2 separate regions of the Sus scrofa genome follow, and region 1 is linked to region 2. A link is a contact called in public Hi-C data. All regions are on one chromosome and are shown on one strand. The core of a region is the stretch at or near the end of the contact, and the rest is flanking DNA. Distances in the headings are between cores, read along the strand shown. Region 1 has its middle 870 kb from the start of MCTP2. Region 2 holds the start of NR2F2 (nuclear receptor subfamily 2 group F member 2).

Region 1 (7,560 bases), core at 287-2,786, 1.0 Mb after region 2:
TGATTCAGCAAGGGACACTTCCTGTGGGTCTATTATTATAGGAAGATTTCAGGGGGAGATTGATATAGAAAAATCTTATCTGGTATCAGAAATTCGCTCTGATAATAAATCCCTAAGAGTGCAAGTTTCATTTCTTCTGGAGGATCTTTCATTTTGCTCAATGCTTTCTCTTGTCTTTTCTTTTTTTTTTTTGTCTTTTTTTTTTTTAAGGCCATACCTACAGCATGTGGAGGTTCCCAAGCTAGGGGTCAAATCGGAGCTGTAGCCACTGGCCTATGCCACAGCCACATCAATATCAGATCCAAGATGCATCTGCAACATACACCACAACTGATATCAACGCCAGGTCCTTAACCCACTGAGCAAGGCCAAGAATTAAACCTGCGTATTCATGGTTGCCAGTCAGATCCATTTCCGCTGAGCCAAGATGGGAATGCCTCTCTTATCTTTTTATTACAGATGTTTTCCAGATAAATCTGGTATAAAATGCAACAGAAGTGAAACACAGAAAGTTACTTCTCTACATTGAGCTTGATCATGAGAATCATTCTTTTTTTTGATTCATCCTTCCCTTTGCAGATTGTAAACACTTACAGGGATAAGAGAAGAGTTCAGTCCCAAGCCCTCTCACTGTTTGGATACTCTTTTTAATTTTTTTTTTCGGAAGGCCAAAAAGGACATTAATTAAAGCCAGTTATGGGCTATATTCAGACTTCCCATATTTTCGCCCCATTCCAGTAAAAGTTTCTCTCCAAAAAATTTGGTCCAGAGATGGAATGAAAGAATGAAAGACATTTTATTTTCTCTCCTAGATGTTGGCAGTACTTCACTCCTACATGTCTGAGGTTGTTTTCATCTTGCAAAGTACTTTGATATTTGTGAATGTGGCTACATGGCTTAAAACAAGAGCAGCGATAACTCAGACTAATTATTCAGCTTGTGTATTAGTGCTTGACAAGAGAGAAAAGAACTTTTTCTTCCTTGATGACGGTTGTAAAAATTAAGAAGCCCAGGAGGAACTGAAAGATCTGTGTTCTTGAGAGCAAAAAAAAAACTTCCATTTCACAGAGTTCTTACACCTAAATCATTGCTAGTGCTTTGCAACAGAAGAGCTCATCTTTTGGACTGTGGGTTTAGGCAAACCAGGTCAGGCTAGACCTGGTATCTCCCATTCTCTTACCAAGCCTGAGGATCTCACCCCCTTGGGTGTTGGCCACAAGTTTGAAATAAGATGAGGACCATTTTCCAGCCTCTTCCTTCATTTCTAGACAAGATGTAGTTCTACTAAATTGGATATTCTTAAAAGAATTGGGCATTGCCACTGCTACATCTCACAGAAATTTATAATAGAAATTAGGATATGTGTGGTGGGGAAGATCATCCCATTTCATCTGTTTGAAATTCCCTTGAATATTTGGAAATTCACATTGATTAGATGTGATGTCCTGGAGTATACCCAAAATATGGATGAATTTATCTGGCCTTTAGAATAAAACAAGGAGTTAGTTTAGGGGTGGAGAGTAAATAACCAAGCATTTACATTTGATTAAATCTATAGGACACTTTGAAGTTGGTCTGGAATAACAAGGATGTGCTTCTCTTCAGTTCATTCCTTGGAATGTAGCTGTTTCCTTTGAAAACTGAATGGGAGACCCTGGAGAGGAAACAGTATGAGGAAGACCATCTGGAAGGGCAGGAAAGAAGATCTTGGGGAAAACTATCAAAAGTTCTCCGGAGAGGAGCTTCCCTGCTGCAAGTCAAGCTCCCCCTTCCAAAGTGTTCAAATTCAGCATCGCCCTGCCCCTCTTCTCCACACCCCCTCCCCACCCGCAGCCCACCCCCAGTGCCTCAGAGGATCCTCGTTGCAGGAAAGATGAGGAGGTCCTGGTCAGGCCTGAGGGAAATTTGGACATCAGCTTGAGACCAGCTTTCCCTCTCACCTACCATGTGAAACCTCTACTCTTGTCAGAAAAGAAAGCCCATGTCCTGCATAACTGATTCTCTTAAGAAGAGAGTACATCTAATTTGGTGATGTAGCGAGTGGATAACCAGGTGACTTTTACCTTCCAGTGACTTTGGGCCCAAATTCAGAATATCACTTTACACTTTTGCCAAAGAATATGATAAAGGAAGGGCCAGAAAGAAAATGAGCATTATAGAGTACGGCTCCTCAAATCCTGATCTTCAAAGATATGGAAAAATATATGTCACAGTACTACAGCACAAATACCTGTCACTCACTCCATCCAGCTGTGACAGTGTTCCCATGATAGGATTAACAGATGTGCTTCTTGGAATTCAGCTTGTTTCTCCCTCATCTTTAGGTATTTAAAGGGGATATTTTCTATTTTGTTTTCAAGAATGAATTTCTCCCTCCTTCAATTATCCTAGATATAACAATGTTAAAGATAGGTCTTGGAATTTCATCAAAAATCCTAAATGATTATTTCAGCTTTTTCAACTTTTTCCTCTTCAAAAATCATTCAACAAAGCAACTAATTAGTAAATACATAGGCAGACTTGAGATTCACTATTCCTTCCCCATGTTTTCTTCAGAAGTAATAAAACACATTTTTAAAAATAGCAGAAAAATAAAAGAATAGAAAAGTTGGATGGAAAAAAGTTAATCAAATCACTGAATAATATTCATAGATTGAAAACTCAATTCTGAAGGGAAAGATGAATAACAATGGGATCTTTTGAGTGTCAGGTGTTCATTTAATCTCCACAATAGAGTTAATACTTATGAGGTACAAATGAGGATAGGAAGAGCTGGCAAGTGCCCGACCTGAGGTTGGAAGCTAAGATTTTTTTCTTTTTTTTAACTTGAAAGACTGAACTCTCAAGACTGCTGCTTCAAGAGTTGGTTGCATGTATCATAAGATCATGTAATGACCTTGACATCTACACATTCTGTTTAGAAGAATGCGTAGATCTGTGTATCTTATCTATGTCCTAACAGAAGGAGGCCCATCCAGAGACCAGGCTGTCTGTGAGCAGAGTGTCAGCCTTCAACATGTTCTCCAATCACCTGGGGTTGTGTTAAGAGGCAGATTCTGATTCAGCAGGTCTAAGATAGGGTCTGAGGTTCTGCATTTCTAGCAAGTTCCCTGGTGATGGTGAAGCTGTAGACCCAGAGCCTACCCCTTAAACTACCAGGGAAAAATATTAAATGGACAAGGAATTTAAGGAGCCATAAAAAGATTTAGGATGCTGAAGGACCAGGAAAGAGGTTTAGGATAAGGAACTGACCTTATTAAAATTAAAACTAGGCTTTCCTAGGGGAATTCCTTCTGTGGATTTCAAAACCATTTGAAAAGCACGTTAGGAGCTGGTATACACTTCTGGTTGTCTTTCTACATTAACAAACTTGGGGTTCTCTACCCACACACAGGTCCATTGAAGTCCACAGCTGTTTTGTTTGGACAGGCTGGTACAAAGCCTGAACTTGCACACAAAGAGTTTATCATCAACACGGACCTTTCTCTGACAGCTGTCTTCCTGCCCAGCCCCAGGGCCCTGGCCAAAGGAAAGGGAAAGGGCTGAGGAAAGAAGCTGTGCTGTCAGCAAGCTGTGGTAGTTGCCTGGCTTCAAGAGCTGCGAGAATCACACACACACACACACACACACACACACACACACACACACACACCAGACTGAAGATCGGAGAATAAGGATTGAATAAATAGTTTGACAAATCTATTGGTTTTGTCCATATAAGCTGCTGGAGAAGCAGGGACTGTATTTCCTATAATAAAACAAGGAATTTCTACAAAGCACAAGGTCTGATTTCTCAGTCCTACTTTAAAATCTGCTGTGGGTATACGTGTCCACAAAGGAACAATATGTATCCCACCAGCATAGGGTTAGGCACATGAAATGAGTATTAGGCAGAGGAGCGCCACATCTAGTAGAACCGATAAAAATCAGGGTCCTTGTCCGCTGTGTAAACTGAGAGGAAGAGGCGCCTTCCCCGACTTCCTTTGGGGAAGGTTTGTTTTGTGCTGGTGAACTGCTCCCCCTGGTGGATCAACAACTGATTAAGTTTGTGATTCCAGATTGCAGGGAACAAACATGCTTTGGCGAAAACTGGGCGGTTTCAGGTATAGAGACATTCGCTCCAGGAAAAAACTAACTTTCGAGCACCTAAAATAAACTGAATGCCTAGCTTGGTCTTGGACTGACGCTGAGCTTATTTCTCTTGCAAAGTACAGCGTTTGTCTCCCCCAACACCGTCGTCCTTACCATGCGTGTTCTCATTACGGTTGTTTTGAAATCATGAGTTTGTGCTGACTCAAGCGACGTGGATAACTCTAAGTTCTGTATTTCATTTTCTTCTCCTTTAAAAATAACTCTGGACTGGACAAACAACCTCAGAGCAGGGAGAACATTTTGCTGTGAAATCATTCATTTCCCATACTTCCTGTCTACTTCACTGCTCTCTAAGAGGTGGTCTTGACGACTGTGGTTAATTTATGCCTACATCCCTTGTTCTTAGTACCTGCCCTCAAGATAAAGGTGAGTTTTACAGTTTTCCAAAGATCATCTTTCTACCAATATTACATATTTTGATGGCAAGAAAGTTCATGTTGTTATTTGCCTTAAAGAGGCCTGCCAGAGAGAGAGGGGAAAAATTGCAGGTCAGGAAGAGATGAAAATCTATGGTAACTCTCTCACTCTTTCGAACATTCTGCGAGTCACACTGCAGCCTCAGTCCAAACAGTTTATAAGCTAAATAAAGAGGTATTTTAAATATTTATTTAACAAGACATATTTTAAATAACCTACATATGTAAATAGAGCGTTCTTAGCCTGTACATTATTGCAAGGTCGATTCTCATGTTCTGATATATAATTAATTACTGGTTTATTCCTCTGTAAACCGAAGCAGAGAATAAATCAGCGATGCCAGGTCACCAATGTCAGCAAAAAATTGTAATACCCTCTTGTCGATGGGTCTGTGGAAGGGGAGCTGAGACTGTAAAATCTATGGTGGTGATGGACCAAATTATGTCCAAATGGCAAGTTTCTATCCCAATTTTAGTTGCTTTCTCCTGAAGTCTAGGCTTTCTTCTGTGCTATCTAGGTGGGCATGGAATGCACATATCCTAATTTAAAAGAAACTTGGAAAAGCATATGCAATGTGATCTATGCATTTTATGAGGTAGAGTCACCTAAAGTAAATGCATACCATGAGCATTTTCAGCAGCATTATTATAGTTAGAAACAAAAACAACACAAATACCAATCATTTGGATAATTTCTAGGTAGTTGAAAATATGAATATCTTTAAAGCAAATTTCATGCTTCCGTTTTTAATTTTTGAGGAAAAAAATACATGCATACATTTTTTCTTCTCTGCTTAAAATGAGTGTCTGTCTTTTCAATTTTCCCACTGAAAAAGAAAAAAAGAAAAATAATTTTATCCTAGACCTGATTGTTTCTAGATGGGAAAAACAAGGGACAAACTTATGTGGCTGCAGAAAGCTGTGGAAGGTTTGTGCTAAAGGAATCCTAAGAAAAGAGTTTTGTGCATAGTCAAGACTGATTAAGATTAAATTGCATTTAATTAAATAAATAAATTTTGTTATTAAAAGTAAACTAATACAAAAATGAATAAATTTTTCCACTGAAAACTTCTAAAGGATGAAAATGTTGCATCTTGAATTTGTTATGAAAATAAAGACATCTCTCTAGGGAAGAAAAATTAAACAAAAAACATGGCTTTTTTTTTTCTTTTTAGATTTACTTTCTGATGATATAAAATGAGTAATCATCTCAAGTACCACAGCAAATTTTTGGTCCGGGTCAGAGATGAGACAATCATGTTTCATTTAAACATAATACACAAGGATTACCAACAACCCAGTTCAGAGTTTCGATTGATTCCCAGTTCAGTAAATTAGCTTGCCAACATAATTCTAGCCAGTGATTAGCAATATTAATTATCTTGGCCCATGGCCAAAACATCTGGAAAATTTAGTGTGGAAAATCATTTAAAATAATTCGTTCATGCCATCATGACAAACCAACCTATTGGTTAATTGACCTTTTCACTATTTCCCAGTTGTTCAGCCACACTTTAAACCATTTTGTATTAAGTTTTCATTGGATCCATTTTGCCATTCTGCCTTGGGAAGAAGCATTACATCTTTGGGAAAATAAACATCAATAACAACAAAGTAGGTTGGAATTTTGTAGTTGGAATTATCAACAGATACATTGCATTCTTAGTCACAGAGTCTGTATCTTCATTTATAGTATTATTTTGGTGCTTAGAATAACTGCCCTTTTTATAATTAGTGGACTACATCCAGTGAGATATAAATCAGTCTTAGCAGCTTCTGAGCTGGGTGTTATTACACAGTTACATGAAGAGAGAAATTAAAAGTTAAAGCTTGCTGATCCACTTGCTGTCCAGGTTCCTTATGAAGCCTCATGGGGCATCAGGGGCAAAAGTGTCATTAGTGCATATATAGAAGGGCTTGGGGAATCTCTTCTTTAGGGATTTGAGGTGAGTTTGTAGATTCGCCATAACTAACACAGCCTTTTAAAATAAAAATGTTAAGTTTAAGCCTCCATACATTGTGGAAAAATTCTTTACTCCTAAAGATAAATGGTGGCAACAAGATACTCAGATGGTCTTCTCATTAAATATTATTATGATTCATACCTCACTTTTACCCTAGTAAACTGAACATTAATTTTAAAAGTTCTGCTAAACGTAGAATATACATGATTCTCTCTACTACTCCTGCTCAGTACAGATAGAGGCCTAGAAATTACATGTAAAACAAACATAAAATATAAAAGTAGAGAGAAGAAGGCAAACTGACCAGAGACTTCAGGCTCTAAGAAAGGACAATGGTGAATTCCCTGAGGTTCCCCCCCCCCATATATTTCAGACTCGAAGCTGAGAAAGCCAACAACTCAAAACCAATAATAAGCACTGATAAGAAAAGACCCAAGAAAAGCCTGCTCTCTCTAGCCAAGAGACCAGGAAAAGGGTGAGCTAGGAAGCCAGAAAACATTTGAACAATAACCACTCTATTCAAACCCCCCTCATACACACACCCCACCTGGGTAGTGTCAGAGAAGGATGAGTAGGGAGCAGGAACTTTCACACCTGCCACACAGTAAATAGCCTGCCACCCCTGTGGTGTCAGTAGAGGCCATTTGAGGCACAGTACCCAGGCATTTTCTCCTGTATAGGGAATTATCACTGGAGGTCCACTGGGTAACAGGAACTCCTACCTCCACCCAACCCAACAGTGATGAGGAGCATCCTCCCTCACAGACGTCAACAGAAACCAAATGGGGAACCTGGGCTTCTACTGCCACCTGGCAGTAATGAGGGGGCGCATTATGCTCCTTCTGCCAGAATGGTGACAGAGGGAGCCAGCTAAAACAGAAGGTTTAAATAAGATACAGAGTTTCATGACATACTACCCAGATGTCCAGGATTCCATAAAAAATCACTCATCACACAAAGATCAGGAAAGAACTGAAACAGAATGAAAAAAGGAGATGCATGCCAATATCAAGATGACACAGATATTA
Region 2 (7,352 bases), core at 808-3,307:
ATCTCATTTGTAGTTAATTTTACTGTATACAAGAAGAAAAAAGAAAGGTAAACTATTTGAAAATGTCTTCTTAAGAAATGCTCATTTCTCTTGAATAAAACAGCTCTAAGGCTAAAAGATAAATATCAATATGTTCTTATAGTTTAGAAAAAATCCAGCCCCGTCTTTTATAGCAGATGTAAATTTATTTTAATGAGAAGAATGGCAAGCTTTAATTTGGCTGGAGAAAGTTGGAAAAACATTTGCCTTACTGTGGGGGAAAAAAAAAACCCACCCAGGAATATGATTTTCTTGCAGAAAGTGGCCTGATGGCTGTAATTCTCCACAAATTAAATCACAATATGAATGCATACCCCAGAAAATGGTGAGTTTAACTCTGAACTCAGTAGAAACCAGTTCTGTCCACCAGGATTCATTGAATCCCTCCTTCCCCTCAATCTAGTCCGTGTGTGTTTTTCTCTTCCACCACACTGGAGCTCCGTGAATAGGGAAAGGGGCTTCCATTGTGTCTCTCTGAACTTCCAAGTCAATGCAATTTTTAACCACTGGCTTGTGGTACTTTGAAAATCACCAGGGGCTGTCAGAGTTGGGTCCTCTGAAAAATTTACAGTGCTAAATCAGAGCATATGCTGGGAGGGAAAAAATTGCTTAAGATTGGAGCAAGTACAGTATCTGTCTGCCCCCTAGTGTAAGAGTCCTCGCTGCCTAAAATTCAACTTTAAAAGAAAAGAGCTCTTAAAGGGAAACGACTTTGGGCTCACGTAGGCATAGCAGAATGAAACTTCTGTACATTTTAATCTGAATAATTCTTCAGGATTTAAAATTAATTGGCCCTGGCTTGGTTGGACCGGACTCGGATCTCGCCACCTCTGCGTTTCCCGAGTCACTTGGCGGAGAGGTGATGATTTTTTTTTTTTTTTTTTCCTGAACTGGGTTTATGTGCGTCCCCCTCACCCCCTCCTCTCTTTTTTTCTTTCTCTGTCTCTGTCGTCTCTCTCGCTGGCTTTTTAAAAATGAGGAACCGTTCCTTGAACGTTCTGGACAGAGCACAGAATTGCTTAAGTCAGCCCGAAGCGGTTGTAATAGACAGCAAAAAGGTACACGTTTGCCTGAAATCCGCACGCCAGCTCCACCACCCCGCCCGATGGTGAGTACCCTTCTCGTTGCGATTCTCCTCCTAGCTTAACCGAGCGCTCGCCTCCCCCGAGCCGCGGCCGAGGGCGCCGGGCAGAGCTTTTCTCTCTCCCTGCCTGGCTGGATGTCAGTTGCACAAGGTTGCAAAATGCAGCGCAGAGGCAAATCGAACAGTAAATTCTGACACTTAGTGCGAGCCTAGCAGCTCCTTTGATAGAAAACCGAGTCGTCTATTGCTTGGAAAAACACGCTTATAGGACTGTTTTTTAGTTTGCTCTATCGAAGGAAATGAGTTTGAGGAGACAGGACGAGGAGATGGGAGGCACGGCGGTCTTTACGCTTCGGTTTAATCATATTTTGGCAGCTTTGCAATTGTATTTTTCCCCTCTTCCCCCCTCCACCACTCTCCTACCACACACATGTAATAAAATATGGCAATGCATTGAATTGACTGTCCCCCCCTTCCCCGAACCCCTTAAACCACAATGCTAGGCATTTCATACATGTTAGCAATCCGATTTTTTGAAAAACCCCAAGTCATCCCCAACCCCACACAGCACAAGGAGAAAAGTGAGAAAGGAGAGAGAGAGAGAAAAAAAATACTGTAAGTAAACATACCAAAACCATATTTGCCTTGTTCAAGGTCCCAAACCGCTTGCATCTTCCTTCTAAACTGGAATAACTCTCCTTTAGTTTGGCGGGTGAAATAAACGCTTTGTTGGCCCCCTGAAAAGATGTGTCTTTGATAATTAAAGAGAATCTCCTCCTCGGTGTTTATCTAAGCGATTGTGCAAACTGATAAAAAGTAGGCACTAGCCTGCAGGGAAAAAGAGGAAAGGTGAAGGGAGAGATCTTCCACCTCAAGGAAGTGCTTCCCCATGTATTAGGCGCTCTCAGCCTTGGAAAGCCCAGCACAGTAACTTTAGAGAGACGAGGTTTCAGGGAGCTTTGTACATAGCTGCTGAGGAATGCAAGCCTCGCCTTTAAGAAAAAAAACCCCAAACCGTAGGTAGGAGATGTCTGGAGTGATCCTTGTCTCTCATCTCATTCCTTAGAAGGAAGAGTGCGTTGTTACACCTTGTTTGGGGCTGGAAAGACGAGACTTTAAAAACACCCGTCCAATTGAAAAAAATCTCCCAACTTAATGAGTTTAGTCGGAGGCTGGAGCAAACCGCTCAGCCTCAGCAGAAAACCGCCAACAACTATAGGCGATATTGCAGAGCAAAGACGACCCAAGGCACAGCCAAATTCCACTGTTTGGGGTCGAGAGGGATGGAGGCTAATCCTAAAGCAAGTTGGAAAAAAACAGAGGTGGGAGAGGAGGGGGGGGAACAGCAGCCTAACAGACTGGCAGGCAGGCTCCCCTCACCCTGGATCAAAGATAGAACTTGAAACAGGAGGGCAACATTTTTCCTAGGAACCCATTGGAATCCTCATTTTCTACTTTTAACTCAGGTACCCCCTCACCACCAAATGATTTTTCCCTCTCCCCTACAGATTCATGCCCCCCCTTTCCCAGTCCCTCTTCTAGAACTTTCCTGAAGAGGAAACCTATTTCTTTTTGGGGGGAGGGGTTCCCCATTCCATGTCTTCAGATAATGAATGCTTACTTTATCCTCTCTCTTCATCCACCTCCCAAAATGAAGAATGGAAGCAGGAATACAGTAACTAGCAAAAATTGAGAATAAACTATTCTGCCCCTCGCAGTTTAATACAGTTTTAACTAATGGATTTTTTTTGTTTTGTTTTGTTTTAAGAGAAGAATAATGGGGAAACACGGATCTTTTATTTTAGGAAACTGTTATGGTAAGATGTATGTCAGACTTGACAAATGGAACTAACGCTCCTCGGCTGCTTCTTGTCCTTGTCTTAAACAGGAATTAAGTTAAACACAGTGCTGAATGTTAATTACATGTTTACTGGCTAATGAAAATTACAAATGGTTTTGCCACCTCAAACAATGATGAAAACTCTGAAGACACTGTAATTATATACTTTGAGGGAAATAACTCAGAATATTGATCATAAGAAGTGTAAATCTTTTTTAACTATTCATTAATACCATAAATATGGGCTACAGAAGTTTTTCCTTGCGGTTTGTCTCATCAGTTACACTGAGTGGATGGATGGTGAGGCTCCTCTGGGGAGGTGATGAACTCATTCTCTTATAGAAGGAGGCCACTTGTGTAACTGGGGGTGCCCCCTCCCTTTCGCCCCCGCCCCTTTTAACCCCAGCAGAAGGTCGAGGGATGGCTGAACAGGGGGGCCAGGCTCAGGGCAGGTGAAGGTGAGCACAGCCCAGCCTCTCCCCTCCCCTTCCTGGCCCTCCTCTCTTCTCCTCTCCCTCCCTCTCCTGCCGGGTCTGATCGATGACCGCCTTCCCCAGCCAGGGTGCCCATCGGATAACCTGGCGTTCAGGTTCCTAATGGAGGACAAGGCACTACAACCCAGCAATGCAGCCCTGACAACCCAAGTCCCCTCCTTTAGAGTGGCTAGGGCAGTTCATTGCAAAAGAAGAAAAAAAAAAAAAAAAAAAAAAGGAAAGTTAAGGGTGCAGGTGTTATTGGGTAAGGTGCCTCAGACAGCTGAACCAGAATTGATTTCCCTGGCTTTGGGAGTAGAGAAATATTTTTCTGTTTTGTTTTGTTTTAACTTTGGCCTGCGTTGTAGTTCTGCACTCTGCAGTGTAGCAGCCACTTCGATCTTGAGGGTCAAAGGTGAGGGCTGCACTAACCCTAAAAGGCTGGTCTGGTCAGGCCAGAAGGCCGAGGGAGAGGAAGAGAAGGGGGATGTCAGTCATACTGACTGACGCTTCGGAGGGGGTGCCTTTGGTGAAACCTGCATGCGGGGGACACGGAACCAAGAGCAGGTTTTAAGTGCAATATCGAGGATTTTTTAAAAGTGCCTTAGGCTTGTGGGACTGGAGTCCTCTTTTCCCCTGAGAATTCCCAAGGCGCTGGTCTTTGTCTTAGAAGGAATGGAGTTTCTGAATGGTGTGAAAGGGACAGAGAGGGTCGCTTCAAATCGATTTTACTTGTCCTTTCTGTCTTTTCGGATCAACGCCCTTCAATGGGCACAGAGGTGCTCTTTCAACCAAAAACTTGTGCTACATTTTCTGCCTGTATTGGTGCTAAATACAATAAGCACTGGGCAGATTTTTTTCTTTGCTCTCCAAAGCAAGAAAGCACCCTAATTAAATTGTTTTATATGGACAGTCAAGACAGACCAATTAAGTATGCATTAGTATAAAGATATAGTCTGTAGATAAGGCGGTTTAGAAAATCACGCGTGGGACAAAGGAGAGTGTCATAGCGTTGGGGAGGGCTGCTAGGACCAGAGAGGTCGTTCACCTCTCTCCCTGGGTCCCAGGGGAATTGGAGAAGCCTGGGCCTCAGGTGAGAGGGGATCAGGCCCGCTAACAGGTGGGCATCAGTATTGGAGTCTTTCAGGCCCGCGCCCCCGGCCGGAGAGAGATGGAGTTCAGGGGGTTAGTATCCCCCACATCCTTCTACCTGGAGGAGGTAGCATCCCGTATTGGTGGGGCACCTTAGGAGGGAGCAAGACCATGCTGTGCCTTATACCGTGTGGGGCCCGTTGCTTGATGTCTGGGTCCAGGGCCCAGCCCTGAAAATAAGGAAAAAGTGTGAGCCCAGGAGGGCCAGGGGGGAGCGGCCACGGCCACTGCCACTGCCTAGGCTGCAGCCCTCTGGCAGCCAAGATCAGGGTTGGAGGCCCCCTTCCAACTCCTCCAAGCTAAGCGTTTTTTCGCTTTTAAGGAAACGGGAGTTCTCGGCGAGGAAAGTTCCCACCCGACGCCATCCGGCCCGAGGGGCGTCGAGGACCAGCCACCGAAGTGGGGTAAAGACCGAGGGTCGGCGTAAAGGTAGCGAGGACAGTGGCTCCTCTTTCGCTACCACAGCTCTGGGTTTCTCCACTCCCCCCATCCCCGCCCTCTGAGGTGTGGGCGGGCAGAGTGCATCCCACCCCGAAGGCGACGACCCCCAGGGCAGGGACCTGGGCCTCCCCGCGTCGCGGCGCAGGGCTGTGATAGGTGGTCCCTGGGCCGCGGGGGCGCGAGCGCAGCGCTCTGCAGCAGGAAGGGCTTGCGGGGCGCACAGGGCGCCCTTGGTACCGGGTCGAGAGGGGGCTGTAGGGGCGAGAATTAGAGCCTGGGGAGGTGGCTGAATGTCAAAAGTAAAAAGGTTGAAAAGCCAATTTTCCCGGCGCGCTTTCGCCCCCCTTTGCTGGTTTCAGAGGCCGTAAATCAGCAGCCAGCGGCGAGGGCGGGAGGAGCCCCCTCCGCGGGCTCGGCTCTGCCCCGCCCGGGCCATGCGCACCTCCCGGTGGGCCCCGAATCGATCAGAAGCCTAGCTGAGGATGTCACCGCACTAAATATTTACTGATCACACACAAATAGCCGGGGCTCGAACGATTTTCCTCTGTGAGGAGAGCGCAGAGAGAAGGGTAAATCATTTTATTAGTGTGGATAAAGCCCAGAGCACACTCCGGGCTGGAGTGTTTTAAGATGTGTCTTCAACGGGATGAAAAGAGTTAGGGAAATCGATACCGAGTGATTAGAAGCCCCTGGGGTGACGAAGGGGACCAGGACTTTCAGGGATTTGGCAAGGCTGAGAGGCGGGTGCGAGCCTCGAGGGGAGCGGCCTGACCACCTCCTGGGATCTCCCGGACGCAGGCCCGAGTGCCTCACTCCTCGACGGGAGACTTGAGACTCGAGGGCGCAGCCAGCCGCAGGGAGTCCGCCGCGGCCCGGCTTGGCGGGGCCGGCGCCGGGTGAGAGCTGCGCCGGCCGCCGCGGGACCGAGGGCTTGGGCGCCTCGGGCTCCAGGTCGCGAGTGGCAGTGGTCATGTGGCTCGAGGAGGGGAATCTCAGGCCCGGCGCAGGGATGCTGGCAGGTTCCCCCACAGGGCGGGTTCTCCAGACAGCCTCCTGGAGAAACCGTGTGGCCCAAATGGGTTGCATTTCCCCCATGCCGTGCCCCGCAGCATCCCCGAACTTTCTCCTAGCTGAATCTCTGCCCCGCATCTCCCCTAGCGTTTCTAAAGAGGACTCAGCGGCCCAGCCCCGCCAGCTGCCTCTCCCTCCCACCCAGTGTCAAGGGCGGCCGCCGGGTGGCGGAACCGCTACGGACCGCAGGGCGAGTGGATTCCAGGTTCGGGGCTCCTGGGCAGGTGGAAGTCTGAGGCCGAGGAGGAAGGCAGAAGCAGGGTGACACACACCAACGACGTCCTCAGGACGTCTCCATCCTCTCCTGGGCAGGAAATCAGCTTTGAGGGTCTCAAGCCACACTCTTAGCTAGGGAATTCGTCTGTGGCCCCAAGGCTGGCTGCAGGAACTTAAACGGTGGAGGCACAAAGGCTTGCGGGGCTCGCTGAAGTTAGAAAGGCTTTGGGGGCAGTTTGCAGGGAAGGAGAGCAAAATCTTCTTCCCAAACTCAAGCAGCAAAGTCCTGGCGCAAAAATGACTTTTCAGTTCTGGAAGCGGGAGGCTCGCTCGCTACCAGGAACCAACCTTGAGGTTTGTAACAGCTGCACATAATCAAGAAGGCACTAATTTCGGGGGAAACGAGGGGGCGGAAGGTGAGAAAAAGGAAGAATCTTTTTCGTTTTCTCCTTCCCTTTCTCGTTTTTGACCTTTTCCTAAAAAGATCTGCTTTTCCTGAAGAAACTGATAGCTTGCTTGCTTTCTTGCTTGCTTGCTTGCTTATTTATTTATTTATTTATTTATTTATTTATTTATTTATTTAATTTCCCCTCTCCCCAAATTGCTCAATTTCCTTGGCAGCTTGAAGAATTCAGTTCAGGCTGCCCTACTTGTCTTCTCGGTGCAACAGGAAATATAAGTGCAGATCCAATTAACCGTTTTCCAGAAGGGAGTTTTTTTTTTTTTTTTTTTAATATATGAATCCCAAATGAATTGGAGTGATGTGTTCAGGTGCGAGGCGATTGGTGCCTCGAATTCCTTCCAGGGTAATCCTCTAATTCCTGCGGTAGAGGCTGGAGAGCATTGCAGATCTGGAGGCTGTCAGGAGCCGGGTCTCCATTAACCCTTCTTGGTCTCGGCCAGAGCGAAGGTTAACTACACTAATGTACCAAAGGGGCTGAAGCGAAGGAAGGAGGGGAGGAAGGAGGGAGGGAAGGAAGGAAGGGAAGGAGGGAGCGGAGAAGGAGGCAAGGTAAATCCACTCTATTTGTAAGGA

The links. Hi-C and Micro-C count contacts between places; a contact is called where the count stands out from the background.
Region 1: a contact with region 2 is called in a Hi-C map of omental adipose tissue, with 3 times the contacts expected there. The contact joins the enhancer-like site here to the promoter of NR2F2 in region 2. A contact is called at or near these places in 3 of 5 promoter capture datasets (fetal liver, fetal skeletal muscle and liver), 12 of 47 Hi-C or Micro-C datasets (embryonic fibroblasts, fetal skeletal muscle, liver and 7 more) and 1 of 2 datasets of contacts at active chromatin or transcription factors (skeletal muscle).

The regions. Positions count from the first base shown.
Region 1 is chr7:84,093,710-84,101,269 of Sscrofa11.1, forward strand. No RefSeq gene overlaps it. Among named protein-coding and RNA genes, the nearest start is that of MCTP2, 870 kb to the right of the region's middle. Within about 2 kb of position 1,537, at least 5 of the 83 cell types and tissues checked have an H3K27ac peak or open chromatin away from gene starts, as enhancers often do. A contact at or near this core is called in omental adipose tissue, where this site is marked.
Region 2 is chr7:83,088,193-83,095,544 of Sscrofa11.1, forward strand. It overlaps NR2F2 (nuclear receptor subfamily 2 group F member 2), which reads right to left and starts at 2,058. Exons shown (of 3, transcript NM_001190253.1): 1 at 1,753-2,058. The coding sequence starts at 1,795. It overlaps LOC102160410 (atherin-like), which reads left to right. Exons shown (of 4, transcript XM_021099351.1): 1 at 1-1,147.